2 separate regions of the Danio rerio genome follow, and region 2 is linked to region 1. Evidence: chromatin contacts called from public HiChIP or PLAC-seq data. All regions are on one chromosome and are shown on one strand. The core of a region is the stretch at or near the end of the contact, and the rest is flanking DNA. Distances in the headings are between cores, read along the strand shown. Region 1 holds the start of rgs6 (regulator of G protein signaling 6). Region 2 holds the start of sipa1l1 (signal-induced proliferation-associated 1 like 1).

Region 1 (5,872 bases), core at 1,696-4,195:
TTCCTAATATATTTCTAAAACATGTGATGGTACTAATTACTTACTTTGCAATGTAAACATTTAATGACTGCATATTCTAAACAAAATATTGACCCCTGGTGTTTTTCAGATATGTGATCTATCGACAATCATTTTAATTACAGGGATTATGAGAAAGCTCATCTTCTTTGATGTTCTCAGATAAAAGCACTTGATGTACCATAAAATCTGTAACTTTAAGAAAGTCCAAAATGAGTTAATATAGACATTCTCAAGTGACTAAAATTGACTTAATATTTTATATTAAACCATATAAAGTTCTCACCTGACAGTTTTTGATGAAATCTTTATCTTCTCTCTCTTTTGTCAGATTTACATTACATTCAGTCTCCTGCCGATTCCAGTTCCTGTAAATACAAAAACGAAAAGCATCCATTATTAATTGCCCTTCAAAATTAGTTGCATATTCAGATATTTGTTTTAATAAAATTACAACACTCACTGCATATTTTTCTTGTCTGCTTTCTTTGACTTTAGGACAGTTGCTGGTAATGGATTTTAAACTATGGATGTTCTTGCAGTGATCTTCTGTTAGTATTGCATATTGTCAATCTGTAGCAGATTGAATCCGATTTGTTTGCTTTCTCCAGGTATTATAATTATATTATTACTAAGCAAATATAAAGAAGTTTAATAAAACTAAACCTGCATATGGTTGTCTTGTCTGGCTCCACACAATCCAATGTTGCAGACATGTTTGTTGGTGGCACATTTTTAGAAAAAAGCCAATTGTTTTGCATTCTTGCAAAAAAGACAGTTTAAGGACTTACAGTGCATAGATGTTATGGCACAAAGGCAAAGGTTGCTGTTCACAGGTTGTGCATGTGAGCATTGAAAATTGGTTCTTTGCTGACATTCAATTAAAGTTTTCATTGTGCAAGTTTTTTTTTAACAGTTGAAAAAACTAACTTTTTTTACAGTTGAAAAAACTAACTTTTAATTTTTTTTTATTTAATATTATTATTATTATTATTTTTAGATTTTTTAACATTTACATCAGTGATGCCCAAACTAAGACCCTCTGGCTAAAGTTGGCCTGTGGTAACCTTTTATATGGCCTACCATCCCATCTGAGATGAGGGGGAAAAGCATGGGAAGTTTTGAGATTCATTCATTCATTCATTCATTTTCAAGTGTTTTTCCAGGGCCGGGTTGCGGGGGCAGCAAAAACCCAAGACTTCCCTCTCCCCAGACACTTCTTTCAGCTCCTTCTGGGGAGATCCCAAGGCATTTTCAGGCCAGCCAAGCGACATATTCCCTCCAGCGTGTCCTGAGTCTTTCCCATGGTCTCCACCCGGTGGGACATGCCTGGAACACCTCCCTAGGTAGGTGTCCTGGAGGCATCCGAAACAGTTGCCCGAGCCACCTCAGCTGACTTTTTCCGATGTGAAGAAGCTGCGACTCTACTTCGACCTCCTGCCGGATGACAGAGCTCCCTACACTATCTAAAAGAGTGCACCCTGCCACCCTGTGAGAGAAACTCATTTCGGCCGCTAGTATCCAAGATATTGTCATTTCAGTCATGACCCAAAGCTCAAGACTATAGGTGAGAGTATTAACCTAAATTGGCTGGTAAATCCAGAGCTTTGCCTTTCAACTCCGCTCCTTTACCACAACGGACTAGTACATCGACCACATTACTGCTGCCACTGCACCAGTCCACCTGTCAATCTCACATTCCATCTCTCCCTCACTCGTCAACAAAACTCCAAGATACTTGAACTCCTCCACCTGGGGTAAGGACCTTCCTCCAACCTGGAGATGGCAGCCTTTTTCTGGTAGAGCACTATGGCCTCGGACCTGGAGGTTCTGATCCTCATCCCAGCCGTGTCGCACTTGGCAGCAAACCGCCCCAGTACATGCCTAAGATCCCTGTTTGAAGAAACCAACTGAACAACATTGTCTGCAAATAACAGAAATGAAATCTTTTGGTCCACAAATTGGACCCCCTCTAGCCCAAGGCTGCTCTTTAAAATTCTCTCCATAAAAATTATGAGCAGAATTGGTGACAGGGCAGCCCTGATGGAGTCCAACATGCACTGGAAACAAGTCTGACTGTTTGTCAATTCAAATTTAATGTAACCCTTTGTCTTATTGTTAAAAGTTAACTGAAATGAAATGTTAAAATTATATGGCATAAATTAATAAGATTTTGTTTAATTGCAAGTACTGTCACCCGACAGTGCAGAGACTTTGGTGAGCAAATCGAGTCAAAGGCTGATTCTGCTTGACTTGTGTGTACAGCATTGAACTCCACTGTTAGAATTGTTTGTTTTTATTGCATTAACTTACAATTTAAAAAGTTATACTGCATTAGTTAACATGATTTGAAATATTTTTTTCTATTTAATTTGACATATGAAATAAATTAGGAAATTACCCATGTCAACTTTAATGTAATATAGTTTGGTATATTTACCTTCGGCCCACAGCTCTCAACAATATTTGGTTTTTGGCCCTTCATTCAAAACACCTGATCTACACAGCAGAAGACCTACAAAAAAAATATATATATTTTTTGCGGAACCAAGACTTTTTGTTTTTCTATAGCATTGCTGGAACTTTTCGTTTTAGTAAATAGTCAAAAAAAAAAACGTTGGGGTTTATATCATTTAATCTTAAACCCTAATCCTAACACCCGCTGTTTTTCTAATTAATTTTAATGTTTTATAGATGTACTAATGAGACAAATACAGGGATTAGAGGGGATTACTCAATTGACTGTAACCACATGACCAAATTTAAATTGATCTGTCTGCAAAAACTCTCTTATCAAACAAATACATGTTTCAGAATAGCTTGCCAGAAATACAGAGGGAGACACTCCACCCCCAAAACCCCCACCCACTGTTATCCTCCCTCCCTGTTTCTGACACTCTCTCACACTCAGCTGCACACATGCCAGGATCCTTCCTCACACTGTACCTGAACACTCCACTCCAGTCCACGCAGCGACCACCCACGCCGGTCTCCAGTGCGCGAGAGAGGCGGACAGAGTGGAAGAAACCCCCCGCTGAGTCTCTTCATCATTTTTTCCTCACCAACACCCCATCATCATCCTCCTCATCCCAGACCCTTCTCGCCAGTTAGATCATGAACCTGCTCTTTTCTGGTTGCTAAGGAGGAGGAAATCGAGCTTCGGGAGTGGACGAGGCGGTACTTACAAAGGTATTGCGCTCTTTCAGTCAGCAGTTGTTTGTGTGTGATTGTGCTGCTGTAAACTTATAGCAATATTCGGACCCGCAGGAGTGATCAATTGTCATGTCCAGTGCTGGATTCGAGTGGCTCCCGAAGTGCTGGTGAGTTTGAAGTGAATCATCCTGTCGCCTCGCGCTCCCTGCTGTGCGCGCGCGTGTCTTTCAGTGACAGGGTTTTTCTGCCTCTATATTCGGCATCGCGCTCTGTGGAGTGCTGTGTGAATTGGGACCGGTGCTCCTGCGGGAATTGCGCTCTGAAAGCAGCTGTTTGTCTTTTTTTTTAAATAGCTGCACATGTTTGTAGTGCAATGCGGCTCTAGAAAATCATGCCCACGCGCAAATTAATAACATTTCTACCTTTAGGTTCGCTGGTGTTGATCACTAACAGCTGTTATGAGCGCGCGCGCCGCTCCTCGTGTGGACGGTGTGGAAAAGCAATCCAGGGTTACTGAAAATAAGTCAGCATATTGTTTAAGAAGAGCAGACGATTGAGTCTTTTATGTTTGTGTATGTGTCTGTGGAACTCGTGCAGTTGATACACAGCAATGGACACCAAATGTGTGTAGGCTATATTTCTTTATATGTTTTGAGCAACTAAGACACTTTCCATTTCTTTAAATTGAGATAAGTCGATGATAAAAACCATCTTAAAATTTTCTAGGAAAGTTTTTGGTGATGTTTTAAGACCATTTGAGTTCATGTTTGTATTTATTGATGGTTTTATTTGGTCGAGTAATGTTTTGTAATGCGTCATTCGCTTACGAGCTCTAATACTAAAACGGGTAGTAAGTAAGCTACTTCTATGTGTTATTGTTTTTAAAAGAAATACATGTAGCTGTATAGAAAGTTGTGTATGTCGACATACCTGCTTTGTTATCTGAATCTAAAAACCAGTCTGTTTTTGTTGACTCCATTTATGACTGGTCGATTAAATCGCTTTCTGAGCTACCAATTAGACGTGTGGAAAGCTGAATTCCTCCCCGGTCAAAGCAAATGACACCTAAGGAACCTTACCGATTTTAAGCCATTAAAAGGGCTAAAGCACTTAGACCTCGTGTAAAATCGCAGGCTATTATACCAGAAAAAATTGTTTACAACCTGTTTTACTGTAGCCAATTGTTTTCTGACATGTTAGAATTGGCGCGAATTGTGACACTTGAGCACAGTGTTGCCAGATATAGGCTAGTTGACTTTTTCCAGCCCAAAAGCTGTCCAAAACCTGCCAAAACGAACAAAACCTTATTAAATTGAAAATAGTCACATTCATATTTTATTTTGTTTGATTTAAATTAATCTAGTTACGTAAACTGTAATAATTTTTACTCATACAGCAACCAACACCAGCCGTCACAGAACCACAAAATAACTGAATCACATCGAAAGACTGTCCCCCTCTCACCCACACACTTTGTGTAGATTACACTACTCATGAAGAGTATGTTTTACCTTCGAAATGGGTTATGAATCCATCCTATTACAGTTTTTTTTATTTATACATAATTAGGTCCTGTTTGTCAATTAGTTCTTGCTGTCAATTATTGAAAAAAAATAAAAATCAATAAAAGTGTCATGTAGTGTCACGCTGCGAAGGGGAGTCAGATTTGTCCGGGGAGTCAGATTTTGATACAACTTTCCTTCACTCTTGCGAGTGGGCCCACACGGTTTGTGCTATGCATTGTCACAACTAACTGAATGGAGTAGGACACATAATTGCTTTGTTGAATAAGTTGCATATAAAAGTTATGTTTCAAGGTGTCAAACCACCCTGCCATTTTTTTACCCACATAAATTTAAAACCTCCTTATTGGCTGGGAATTGGGAAACCGCCCAATCTGGCAAGACTGGAATTTTAGAAAAAGTTTTTTTTAAAAAAATAAATTCCCTCCTATTTAAAACTGTGCTTCTACTGCACAGCACATGTAAAGGATAACAACAACAACAACAAAAAACTCAGTAAAATGTTATTGGTTAATTCTCAAATGCATCATCAACATGTTCAAATTCAATGTGTGAAAGTAAACAACAATTGAGAACTAGGGCAGTCCTCTGTGTGGCTCTTACAATAGCACCCCTTTTTTTAAATAATTTCTTTCCTCAGTGAAACACATTTTATGCATTTTTATGAATAGCCAGACCTTTTTTTCAAACTATGACAGTGAATATGAATTATCGAACCGCTAAAAGGGCTAAAAATCAGCATAAATTAGATCATTATTTTCCAAGAATTTAACTATTGTAATAATTTGACATCACTTTTGGGAATATTCACCGTTGCCTTATCTCTCATATCTCATTCAGCCTACACAGGCAATAGTAGATATTTAACCTTCCTGTCGTGTTCTGGTCAAATCTGACAAATTTACAACTTCAAACACACTAAATATTGTGTTTTACATCAGATTGCCTCAAGGCCTTATGCTATCCTTCACACTATGCATTTAAACATTGCATGCAGCTTTCATTGATTGTTCTCAGTCAAAAGTGATGGCCATAGAAAATGAATGGGTATCTAGACTGTATTCATCTATCAGACAGAAAAAATCCCCACATACTGTACACCACCCCAACTCAATCACTTACTCACTATTTGTATTTTCACTGCTGTTATTTTATCTCTAATTCTATAAATTCATGTT
Region 2 (5,872 bases), core at 1,284-3,783, 130 kb before region 1:
AGAGCTACTTCTTGGGTACCGATTAGTGTGAAGGGCTACCAGTTATTAAATAACACATTTCTCTTAATTTACTTTTAATTATATGTTATTATTAATAATTAATAATATTCATCTATGTGAAGACATTAATCATGTTAATGATTTCTCACAGTAGTTGTCAACAATGATTTAACAAGTTAGATAAATATCAATATGCAACACTTCATTTGTCTAAAATTGTTTTTAAAGTTTTTTTTATATATATAACTTAAAGTAATTTTTAAATATACACCAATGCAAGTCTGATTTAAAAAGAATACCTATAAAATATTAGATGCAGCTTACTCATATGTGGTGCTATGGTGAGCTATTTTTAGAACAGGCCCACGGGCAACTCATCTGAACCTGGAGGGCTACCTGGTGCCCACGGGCACCATGTTGGTGACCCCTGTATTAATGGATATGGGCCATGTATGTTTGGCCTATCTTGACCTACATTTAAAATACATTTTTATTATTTTTGAATAAAGGAAAAAAAGTTCTACTAATCAGCATGCTTTGAGAAAAAGCATGCCCATAGTGCACCTAAAGGGCAATGCTTCATGAGTTTATCAATTTCATTGCAGTCGTGACACACCAACATATCTGGCCCAGTCATGGGTTATTAACTGGCTGAGACTTGGTCGATGTTTGGCCCTTGTCTGGAAGTCAGACTTGGTCCAGTCATGTACAGTAATTCATTGCAGCATGTGGGCCAAGCAAAAGCTGGTTGTGTGGGCCAGAGAGATATTTTGCTATGTGGATATTATAGATAGCAGGTACTATCTAGATGCAGACTTGGATTTGAAAGCTGAGACTGCATATCTCAGAATTGCAATGTCAGACACAACGCACTCAATGGGGCTAGTGATGTCACTGTGAGGGGTAGAGTTAAGGCTGGTTTACACTTTTGCATCGAGTGATCGATTTGAGCCATAGTGCCTACCTTGCGCATAGTCATGCATTTATACTTCTGCATGCTGTTTGTGTTGCTCTGCAATAACACTTCTGTAACGCTAGCTGGCAGTAGATTTTTATGTTCCTCTGTGTTGAGTTTCTTCACAGGTGTTTGTTTTTTTCTGAATGCTAAAACTCACTTTTTCAGAGGGCAACGACTTTACAGTGAACACAAATCAAAAGTCTTCATCTGGAGCTCGAACACGGGACTCCACACTTGTAAACAATCGCTCTATCAGGCTCGCAGCATGGCCGCGCTTGTCATTGCTAATAAGCTGACCAATCACAGAGATTGCGCTATGCGACATTGCAACGTGTAGTTACATCTTTTTGAGAGGTGCGCGTCAGCATCAGCGTCAGCCTTGGCGAGGGCTGAAGTATCAGTCAGCCTTTAGGGGTGGGGTTAGGCGCATTAAAAGCATTGCATGCAGCTCAGCTTGCAACTGCATCAAGTCTGCTTTCAGAACCCTCCCACGTTTGTATTATCGTTTCAGCCAGTGATGAAATACCAAGAAGTAGCACATGACTTTAATTTCCACATGGATGAATAAACAGAGATGTAACGGAGTTGGTTAATTTGGTTAGTTTGTGTATTTTCTGTCAGACAAAATCTGTCTACAACTATTGATGTTATTCTCACATTGGGAATTTGTGCTACACAGTTAATTATTTATTAATTAAGGGAGGTTGTTTATGCAAAAATTACAGTTGCAGAGCATTAAAAATCATTTTTAATATAATTATTGAAACGTTAATTTTACCACTCTCATTTGCTATTGGGATGACAAAATAGTAATTCAACAAACAGTTCATAAAAGTTTTATTGATTCATTTTCTTATTAGGTTAGTCCCTTTATTAATATGGAGTCGCCACAGCAGAATGAACTGCCAACCCATCCAGCATATGTTTTACACAACGGATGCCCGTCCAGCCGCAACAAATCACTGCATGGGAAATATCCATACACACTCACTTACACACAAGCCTACACCAATTTAGCCTTTCCAATCCACCTATACTACATGTCTATGGACCCAGAGGAAACCAACGTGAACCTGGGGAGAACACCTCACAGAAACTGACCCAGCCAAGGCTCGAACCCACAACCTTCTTGCTGTGAGGTGATCGTACTACCCACTGTGCCACCATGATGCCCTTTACTGATTTATTTATTTACTTATTTTTTACATTTTTGATTAATATTAGAAATGAAAATTTGTCTAATCAGCCTGATTATTTCCAGGATTTTGTATCACCATAGTCCCTAAATGTATATAAATGCAGGAAATGGGATTTAAATCAAAAACATTTCTCTCATTTTGTGTGTCCCCCTACTATAAAATCAAAGTTGCTACTGGCACTTAAAGTACCATGCAAATAGAAACTAGCGCGCTTTATCAAATACATGTTCAAAAGGCTTGCCATAAGCTCTCTCCATAGGGGGCCCATTCCCACAGATAAAAAAACAGCCTCTAAAATCACGCTCCCCTCTGCTTTGAGCTATCGCGAGACTCCTGCAGGAGCGTACCAGCGGCTTGCAGTGACCTCATCAGCAGCTGCAGAGCGAGGCGGAGCTGCAACTTTTGTATGAACTTCGAAGTTGAATAATTGTGAACGAGACGCAGGGGCCAACGGTGCTGCTGCTGCTGGAGTAGATACAAAAACACGCTGAAAATCCTCCCGGAAAAACAGCAGGAATAACGGCCGCACGCAGACTGCGCTCAGCTGGCGATTATTACGAGGCGGAGAGACGCTCGTGTCGGACTTTTATCGGAAGGTTTTGTTGGAGAAGAGACCGCGCGAGGTGGAGAGGGAGGAAGGTGAGTTCAGATAACATGTCTGTGATTTAACTGACCATGCCAACTTTCAGCCGTGCATATATGTATGTAAAAGCGACCACGGATGTGTTTTCTCGGAGAAATGCGTTTTTGCAGTCTCCAAAAATGCCCGCGTTTGATTCATTGAGCGGCGGTTTAACGAATGATCTCGACTCACCTGATTACCACAGGGAATCAAGATTCAGTCAGAAAGTTGCAGTGAAGGAGATCGTGTTTGATAAATGCTCGCATGGCTGAATGTCAACATAAACAAGCCGCCTTCTGTGTCGTGATTTCTGGTCTTTATCTCATAAAAAAGACAGTGTGATGTGAAGATAGCGAGGTTATAGTGAATAGTTTTGATCTTAACTCCAGATGTGGCATGAACACAGTTCTTTACCACATTACAGCTTCATAAACCTGATGCAAGCATAGCAAATGTGAATCTGACTCGTGTCTTTCATCATTACGAGAGGAATTTGTTAACCAAGGTTAACTAGGAAATAATTAAGAGATACTTTAAAGTGCTTGAATTGTCACAAATGAGCACTTGTCCTTCAGTTTTTATGATTCAGGAAATTTCAGGCATTTTTCTTTTCCTTTCAAAATTCTTTGTAGATTTAGAAAATATCATGGAGATGTATTGCAGTTTTAAGTAATAGGCATCATTTCACAAATGAACACTTGTCCTTCAGTTTTTTGTGATCCAGAAAATATTCCTGTTATGTGGTGATGTCATGATGCTGAAAAATGAAGTTCTAACTATTAAAAGTCACAATGATTTATATCATTTTAAGGCTCTCTGTCTGTGATATTTGAGAACAAAGGCAAAAAGTAGCGAGCCTCCTTTCTAGAGCTAGACTTTTGGCCTTTACAGGCTCACTCCCAACTCCAATATCTATGGAATCTGCTGCATTCTCACAGTATCAGATCAGGTGTCCAAGTGGAGGAGTCGATGGGCTGCAGATCACATTGCATTTATTATGCATAACATTTTGTCACGTCGCAATTGTGAGGTCTGTGTTGTAGGTTGACTAATGGCCCTTCACTCAGATTTCTCCCTGTAAGGGCTTCACTGATTTGTCATTTGCATGTCTTTTCTTCGTTGTGTGGGTGGTGTGTGCTCACTGTGTATTGGCCGGGCTCTAAATGCAGTTCGTGTGGGGGTGGGTTTGAAGAGCCGGTCCATGATTGAAGTGCTTTCTGGCATTCTTTTTTTAACTTTGGATGTATGGAAGATGCAGAACATCTCTGAAATGACCATGATGGAGCTTTAGGTTTATGTCATCACATTCCTGAGATGTAGCTGTTGCTGTGTCTTTAAACAGAAATGCTACTGATTTTGCTTAGTCTAAAAGGAGTTAATCAGACCATTGTTACACTTTGACTTTATTGATGTTAGATCCACCTGTGGAGTAGCATGGATCTTTTAGAAATCACCTGTTACGTATTTTTTGGCGGATAAACAGTGCTCCATTTGTTCCTTGATTCTGATAAGGTCAGTAGCAAGCAGATATCTCCCTAATTTGTAAAACTTAGTAAGATTTCATGTTTTCTTTCCCCAGCCTCTATCTAAGAATGCCAAGGATGCAGCTATCTGCAGGCAGTGTCGCATTTCCAATATTAAGTAGCCTATTGAAAGGGAGTGTGTAGGTGGACACGCACATGTTGTGAAACATGTAGAAAAAGGAAATGTGTGAGGGAAAAAAGACGCCTGGGTGGATGATTGGCAGTGGAGGGATTATCAAGAGTTTTTCACATGTAGAGTGGCTCCAGATTCTATAGATACTGGTTGGATTGAGGTTGAACAAACAAGGTTTTATCATTGCCTCGGGCTTAGCAAATTATGTGTGTGTTTGTTCTTTTAGCAGCCTTTCGTGTTGTTCTTCTATATGCTGTTGCTATGGAAGTTGGGTTAATCTTGTCTGTTTTATGGTTATGCAAGTGTGTTTTTTAAGATTTGTATGCCGGTAACCTCTGAATCCAATTTTATAACAAGTCTGCATCAGATGTGATCTAATTTATCAGATGACGGTCCTGCATTTTAATGCGGAGCACATCCATTGAAATGGAATGTATGATGTAATGGCTTATACCTGTGTTTGTCCAGGCTTACTTGTATTATCTAATGCAGTTTGGTATTATAGATCCTCAAATGCACATTGCTGTTTGGACAACTTCTTAAAAAGATTAGTTCACCCAAAAATGTAAAAATGTATTAATTTTTTTATTTGAATGTTTCAAAGCAATTAGACTTTTTTTGTTAATTTTTGAAACACAAATGAAGATATTTGGTATATTTAATCTATTAAGTGCTTAATTTGATGAAAATATATAATTTAGTACCTTTTTTCAAATATAAGCATTGATTACACACATTGCATGAACACTGTTCATTTGGATTACTTTTGCAATGCCTTTTTATACATTTTAAATTCATGTTTATCTATTATAAGAGATTAGCAAAAATAACTGTATTTTGTCTTCTGAAGATTAGATCATCTTGAAGATGAGGAAACGATAACAGAATTAACATTTTGATTTTCAAGGCAAAGCAAGTTTATTTATAAAGCACATTTCTTACACAACTGGTTTTCAAAGTGCTTTACATAAACAGAAATAAAAGAGACAAGTATGAGAAAATAAAAACAAGTCAAATAATTAAAAACAGATTAAAATGTGTTAAAACAAGTTTTAAAGGAATGAAAAAGAGAAGAAAGGCATAATAGTGCGACCTGTCGCATGTAGCACAATGCTTATTATTAAGGCACAGCTAAACAGATGGGTTTTTCAGTTTTGATTTGAATGTGCCTAATGTTGGAGCACGTCTGATCATTTCTGGAAGCTGATTCCAGCAGTGGGGAGTGTAGTAGCTGAAGGCGGATTCACCCTGCTTTACCTGAACTCTTGGAATTTCTAATTTACTTGATCCTAATGTTCTAATTGATCTGTTCAGTGAGCATATCTGTAATGTATAGAGGTTCAAGGACTTTTAGTGACCTATAGTCAAGGTATAATACTTCAAAATCTATTCTAAATGTAGGTAGGAGCCAGTGTAAAGACCTGAAGACAGGTGTGA

The links. HiChIP or PLAC-seq counts read pairs in DNA pulled down with a chosen protein or histone mark.
Region 2: an H3K4me3 HiChIP or PLAC-seq map of gastrula embryo shows a contact between it and region 1, with 3 times the contacts expected there. The contact joins the promoter of sipa1l1 here to the promoter of rgs6 in region 1. A contact is called at or near these places in 2 of 4 datasets of contacts at active chromatin or transcription factors (embryo and gastrula embryo).

What each region holds. Positions count from the first base shown.
Region 1 is chr20:31,374,446-31,380,317 of GRCz12tu, reverse strand. rgs6 (regulator of G protein signaling 6) reads left to right here and starts at 2,945. Exons shown (of 18, transcript NM_001035263.2): 1 at 2,945-3,207. It overlaps LOC141379283 (a long non-coding RNA gene), which reads right to left and starts at 3,435. Exons shown (of 3, transcript XR_012395806.1): 1 at 2,965-3,435; 2 at 305-386.
Region 2 is chr20:31,501,413-31,507,284 of GRCz12tu, reverse strand. sipa1l1 (signal-induced proliferation-associated 1 like 1) reads left to right here and starts at 2,533. Exons shown (of 21, transcript NM_001281792.1): 1 at 2,533-2,796.